2 separate regions of the Pan troglodytes genome follow, and region 2 is linked to region 1. The links are chromatin contacts, called in public capture Hi-C maps. All regions are on one chromosome and are shown on one strand. The core of a region is the stretch at or near the end of the contact, and the rest is flanking DNA. Distances in the headings are between cores, read along the strand shown.

Region 1 (3,448 bases), core at 438-2,937:
GTCATTCAGTTTGTTTTCAAAGCATTCTCTCTGCAAATGAGCTCTTCCTGTTGTACTACATACATCCCATTACCCAAGATGGCCCCTTCAGATCTCAATTCTAGATCGTCTGAGAAGGTCAAGACACACAGCAAGCTAAACAATTTTCTCTGCAACCCAATTCCAAATTTTCTGGGGAGGGTATGATTGGGCCAGCCCAGGTTCTGGGTTGTTCTCCTGAGCCAGGTACCCACTGCTTGCCCAATCAGCTGTGACTAGAGAATAAGAAATATTCCCTAAGAACATGGACTAGAGTCCATTTCTGCTTACATGGGATGGGGAGAGCAAGGCAGAAGAACTGTTCTCAGATTATACGGTGGGAGCTGGATGAGTTCCCGAAAGGCTGCCTGCTGCACGTGATCTTTAGGGCTTTCTTCCACCATGAAATTCTCTATTCAAGAAGTTTTAATGATGACTTGGCTTCACCCTGCCCACCCCCTCCATTTCTCAAACACAAATGCAAACAGGCAGGAGAAAGGAACTTGAGGCAGTGCCTGGCTCTGCTCCTCAGTTACGGAAGCTGGGCCCTAGGGTGTGGTGTTTCCTCCCAGAAGAAGTATGGGATGGAAGTGGTATTATCTTCAGCCTAAGCAAGGAAGCACAACCTCGGCAATTTCCTGGAACTTGCCCTCAGCTAATTAGCACTTTCACCCATCAGCCTCAGCTCAGCCCCAGAGTTAACCCTTTACCCGCCTCCATCAATCCTCGTGCCTCAGATTTCTCAAATCCCCTGCCCACCTCAAACACACACACAAATGTGTAGCGGGAATGGAACAGGGCTCTGCTCAGGCCATTGGCCTGAGTCCATCATCCACATTGCCTACATAGAGGACTTTCTATTAAATAAAATGAAAAAAAAAGGTCATTGTGGTACTCCCCTGCTCCAAACCCTTCTCTGCATCCCCTCTATCAACAGGACATGGGTCCTTGACTTGGGCTAGAAGATCCTGCAGACACAGCCCTGTATATCCCACTAGACTTGTCTCAGGCTCCTCTACAGTAGACATAGCCCATGTTTCAGCCTTCACTGAATTGTCTGCAGTTCCCTAACTCGCAGTATGATGTTCCCATCTCTGCACATTGCTACATGCTCCTCCTCCCACTTGAACTGCACCTCTTCTCCTCAGCCGCTCATGGCTATGCCCCTGCCTCTGCGGTGGCACTATGGCACCAGGAGGAAGTTATGTGGGTTCATGTCTGCTCTCTGTATTGAGCTTTTAATTCCTTAAAAGCAAGGACTCTGCTCTGCTCAGGGCCATATATCCAGGGCTGAGGGGAGTGTTAGTGCATCACAAAATGCTTGAAGGAAGAACACAAGAGAGAATGCAAATGAGAAGAACAGGAAAGAAACAGGGAAGGAAGAAATCTTCCTCCCCCTTAACAATGTCCCTGACCTGCTGTGAAAACAAAGGCAGGTGGTTCTCGGACAGAGCATACTTCTTCGATCAGTCCTAGGCTTTACAGCTTTCAGAACCCATTCATACACAAAAGCTCATTTGATCCTCATACATCCCTGTTAGGCGAACAGCGATTGCCCCCATTTTACAAAGAGGAAAGACAAAAGCTAGAGAAGTGAAGTGACTTGAAAGAGCACCAGCGAGTCTCGGCATTCAGAGCCGAGGGGATTCCTTCCCCGCAAGAGGATGCTTTCCTGGTCAGCAGAGATCAACTGTGCAAGGGGCTGGGGGTCTCTGAAGTGTCCCAGGCTGGCTTAGCCTGGAGGTGATCCCACTTTGAGCAGCCACCCAGGAGCTGGTGTCCCCACTCACTGCCCAGTTCCTACCACAGTACAAGCATCATATTATTTCCCTGGGTCGAACAGCCTGACGCCAGCTCAGCTTCCTTCTGGCCCCTGTCTCTGTCCTACATCTGGGGAGACAGTGAATAATCCTTCCTTTCTTTCTGGAGGTTGTTGCCTTCAAGGTATTTATAGACTGCTCCTGGCCCCGCTGAGGCATCTTTTCTCTCCTGTTTAAATTTAGCTGCCTTTGTCTTCTTCCCCTGACTTATCTGCTGATCCTGCCTGGATTTCCTCTCCTGCCTTTGTTCTCCCTGTGTTTGTTCCACATCGTCTCTCATCTGCTGAGCCCAACGATCTCACCAAAGAGTTTCTCTGAAGCCTTATATAACTTTCTCCTCCGTGCTCAGACCTCTCCAACAATCCTCTCTCTGCCCACTCTTCACTTTCTCTTGCAGCAAGTTTCACCTTTATCTTCTCTCAATCCAGTCCATTTGCAAAAAGGGAAAACTGGCATGGCCAATTTGCAAACAGCCAGAACAAAAGACTTTTCGATCTTGTCTGCCATTTTTACTTTTAAAGGCTCCTGGTTTTGACATGTCTAACTTGAGTCGCACATCTCAGAATCATTTTGTCTTATGTGTGTGTAGACGTGTCAAAGTCTTGGGCATCTTTGTTCTTTTAAAACTGACCATAAGACAGTTCTTCTCTTAGCACCGGAAAGAGCAATTGCTCTCAAAATCCAGAGGAGGAAAGTGCACTGTTTTGCCTGTAATAACATTTAATAGCTATAAGGTAGATCGAGATGAGATGTCCCACCTCTAAATCATACAGGGTTCTCTGATCCTAAGGGCTCCAGGCTTAGGCAGGTCAATAAATGAAGCAGGCCTGACCACAGATATTAGGCACCTGCAGCATGTACACAGTAAAGGCAGTAGCATATCTCATCATTCAGGTCTTCTGATTTGTTCCAGACACATCAAAAATCTGGACTTTTAAATAATGGCAATTAATGCAAAATTTTTAAAAATGTTATATGATCAGAATAGAACACAGACCACAAGTTGTGGCCCCCGCACAACCCCATCCATCCTCCGCTTTAGATGTCAGTCATCCTTGCTCCCCGCCACCTCCCTAGCCATGGCTTATAGACCAAGTGGCCCTTCCAGATTCATTTAGCATTTCTATTGCACTCAGTCTTACAGCTTCATTTCCACTCCTCTGCTATTCTTAAAACTGGATTCTGGGCCAGGAGCGGTGGCTCATGCCTATAATCCCAACATTTTGGGAGGCCAAGGCGGGTGGATAACCTGAGGTCAGGAGTTTGAGACCAGCCTGGCCAACATGGTGAAACCCCATCTTTACTAAAAATACAAAAATTAGCCGGGCGTGCTGGCATGTACCTGTAGTCCTAGCTACTCAGGAGGCTGAGGTAGGAAAATTGCTTGAACCCAGCAGGAGGAGCTTGCAGTGAGCCAAGATCACGCCACTGCACTCCAGCATGGGTGACAGAGGGAGACTCTATCTCAAAAAAAATAAAAAGTTTAAAAATTTAAAAAATTTTAAAAAACTGGATTCTAAACCAATAACAGCAGGACTTTCCCTCTAATTCAAGCTCCCTGTGGACTTTCTGTCTTGTCTTTATGCTTGGCAAGAGTGGTGTTCATTTTC
Region 2 (3,448 bases), core at 399-2,898, 120 kb after region 1:
TGAGGTTCACAGAGTTACTTCACTGTCTCAGGACCATGTGACTTCTGAGTAAGACAGAGAGGATTTGAACCCTTGGCTTTGACTCTAGAAGCCTGAGAGCTCTACAGCCAGGATGTGTTTTCCCAGCACAAGGCCATGCTTCTGCATTCAGATATGACCTGCTGTTGCTTCAGTGGAGGGGGATGGCAGAGAAATCTCATAGATGGATCCCGCTCTCTCCGCCTGTCTGAAGGATGATGAGATTGAGTGGAGAAAAATTCACATAGGCTCACAGCTATGATGATAAAAAGATAATTTGTAAAACCAGCATGTTTGTAATTACTCATTGACCTGTAGACATGAAGATCAAGCTATGAATAACTCCACAATAACAGCAATAACAATACTAGTAAATAATACTAGTAACTATTTACAATAGCAAAGACTTGGAACCAACCCAAATGCCCATCAATGATAGACTGGATAAAGAAAATGTGGCACATATGCACCATGGAATACTATGCAGCCATAAAAAAGAATGAGTTCATGTCCTTTGCAGGGACATGAATGAAGCTGGAAACCATCATTCTCAGCAAACTAACACAGGAAGAGAAAACCAAACACAGCATGTTCTCACTCATAAGTGGGAGTTGAACAATGAGGACACATGGACACAGGGAGGGGAACATCACACACTGGGGCCTGGTGGGGGGTGGAGGGCAAGGGTGGGAGAGCATTAGGACAAATACCTAATGTATGCAGAGCTTAAAACCTTGATGATGGGTTGATAGGTGCAGCAAACCACCATGTCACATGTATACCTATGTAACCAACCGGCATGTTCTTCACATGTATCCCAGAACTTAAAACAAAATTATTAATAATAATAATAATGGCTCTTATTTATTAAGTGCTTACTCCATGTCAGCAGGCACTGTTCTAGTGAAGGACCACGATTTAAAAAGTAAACCCTGGAAGCAAAAATAGCTGGTTTCAAATACTAGTTCTGCTAGTATATGAAGCCTCAGTTTCATCAACTATAAAATAGGGGTAACCGTATACAGCATTGTCAGAATTATGAGATAATAGGCTTAGATACCAGACAGGTCCATGCCTGGCACAGGGGAAATGCTCAGTTAATATTTTCTGTTACAATCATCTCATTTAATCCCCACAATAACCCAATGGGTAGAGAGGATCAATAGTGATAAATGGGAATGATAATATTCCCAGTTTACAGATGCAGAAACTGAGATGCGAAACAATAAGAAACTTGTCTAAGCCCCTCCATTTCTCAGTATTGGAGATGGGATTCGACCTAGGAGGGCTGATTTGAGGATCTGCAGTCTTAGCTACCATGGTAGACAGTTCTTAATCTTAAACAGTTTGTAAAGTCATATTTTTTTCTTGTTCTTCTTCTTTAATGATACTTTCCATCTTAGTTCCTTGAAGTGTGGAACGTGCCTGCCCTGCCTGCCCGAGGCTTTGACAGAAGCCAGTGGGATAGTCAACAGCTTTGTGTGAGCACAGAGAGAGGTAGCTGCCCCAGATGCAGCGGGGCTCTGCTGATGAATGAACCATCAGTCCCACGGGTCCCACAGGTATCCAGCGGCAATCTACCCTTGCCAAGAAGGCACGACACTAGTGCTACAGCATCTCCCACTCTTAGGACTGCTCGGGGCCTAAGGATGGTTGGGGAGGTGGAAAGAAGAACTGGACATGGGTGAGCCAGCTCAAGCACAGAGCTGCCTCCTGAGCCTGGCTGTTTGGCTGCTGTGCCTCTGATGGCTCGGTGATGCTGACCTCTGGTGGAGATGAGCTGCTACTCAGCTTTGACCTCCCCCTGAGCACCAGGAGTCCCAGCACTGGCTTCCAGCCCCGCCACCGGGATGCAGACCCAGCAGCCTGAGACCCCAGAGGGCGCACCTAAGCCCAACCTCTCTCCTTATTCCAGGGCTCTGTGGTATCTGGAATTGTCTACCCTGGAACCTTATGGCTCAGGGGCTAGAAGAACCTTTAGCAAAAGGAACTTACCCAGCTGATGATTCTGACGCTGAACAGGCGCTAGAACCCAGCACAGGTCCCAGTCTCTTGCAGAATTAAGGCCTCGGCCTCTCCACCTAGTTCAGTGTTTTGAGCTACGCATTCTCTTCTGACATGTGATTACACCGCACTGTAATAATACATATTATGATACTGATATAGAAAAAGAAATGTTCTTGTCTAATTATTTTCTGTTTGGGTGGTGCAGAAGTAAAACCAAGAGACGTTGAATCATCCTCAGTATTATTCATCACTCTTCCTCAAGCATGTCACTCTGTAAAGACAACATATGAAAGGGAAAATGTTACCCTGTTTTATTAAGGAAAATTATGGACTAGAAAAAGACTGCTTTTTTTTTTTTTTTTTTTTTTTTTTTTTTTTTTTTTTTAATAAGCTGACATTATCAATGTCAGAGAAAAGTTGAGCCAAGTCCCTGGGGGCAGGAATCTCATTGCTGAGCACCCAGCGCCACCTTGTGGCTGCTCACAGGACAGCGATTCCAGCTTCCACTCATTTCTCTACCCACCACTAAAAACATTTATTGAGCATTTCTTATGTTCCCTTTCACCTGTTTCTCTGCTGAGCCTCTTATCTGAATCTTTTATCTCAATGAACTTTGCACTGAAATCTCTTTCTATACACTCACTAATTTTAGCATGGGAAAAAGGGTGGCTACACTGTTGAGTTGGCCCACATAAGAAGGTGTCCATGGAGATATTCTTTATGCATGAGCCCTCCCAGTTATTCCAATGTCAGCCCTGGGACCCTGAAGGTCACTCACAGATTTAATTAGACAAATCTCTTAAAATACGTGTGTATATTTTCCTTTCCCTCTTTCTCTTTCTGGAAATACGTTTTCCTGTTTCTCAGGCAGCAGCCACTCTGTTAAGACAGGGGAACTTCAGCACAGACAGGTTGTGGGGGACACAGCTAATTAGTGACCGAGCCAGAGCTGGGGCTTCAGGGCTCTGTGACTTACTCAAAAAATGTCCACTAAGTCCTTCCTCTGTAGGGGACCCTATGCTAAGCTCAATGGTAAATCAAAACCCCACCCAGGATTCTGCCCTCGAAAGATAGAGCCTTGTCAGGGAGAGAGGCATCTACTAAAGAATGATGTAAAAAAGTAAAGCTGTAACTGTGCAAAGTATTACAAGGAAAGCTATGTCCACAGACAGGATTTTTAGAGTCTGACTTTTAGAGACTTCAAAGGACTGAAAATATCATGGCCCCCTCCATAATCTATTTTAAGTGAAAACAAACAATTTAAAGATAGGTGTAAAGAAATCCCCAAAAGCCTTATTTTTCCCATAATGACATCTTTGAAAGTATTTTATGCTAAAAGGAATCAAATAGCATGTTATGAAAAATTGGGAGTGACCCTGTTTCTCTAATGCCTGAAAGAGATGTTTAGCCAGCCTGTTGGGGA

The links. Capture Hi-C pulls out chosen DNA fragments and counts their contacts.
Region 2: a capture Hi-C map of stem cell-derived neural stem cells shows a contact between it and region 1, with 6 times the contacts expected there. The contact joins two enhancer-like sites. A contact is called at or near these places in 4 of 7 Hi-C or Micro-C datasets (blood, induced pluripotent stem cells and stem cell-derived neural progenitor cells) and 1 of 1 other capture datasets (stem cell-derived neural stem cells).

What each region holds. Positions count from the first base shown.
Region 1 is chr9:59,397,429-59,400,876 of NHGRI_mPanTro3-v2.0_pri, forward strand. No RefSeq gene overlaps it. Among named protein-coding and RNA genes, the nearest start is that of LRRC55, 55 kb to the right of the region's middle. Within about 2 kb of position 1,688, at least 5 of the 24 cell types and tissues checked have an H3K27ac peak or open chromatin away from gene starts, as enhancers often do. A contact at or near this core is called in stem cell-derived neural stem cells, where this site is marked.
Region 2 is chr9:59,521,698-59,525,145 of NHGRI_mPanTro3-v2.0_pri, forward strand. No RefSeq gene overlaps it. Among named protein-coding and RNA genes, the nearest start is that of APLNR, 12 kb to the left of the region's middle. Within about 2 kb of position 1,649, at least 4 of the 24 cell types and tissues checked have an H3K27ac peak or open chromatin away from gene starts, as enhancers often do. A contact at or near this core is called in stem cell-derived neural stem cells, where this site is marked.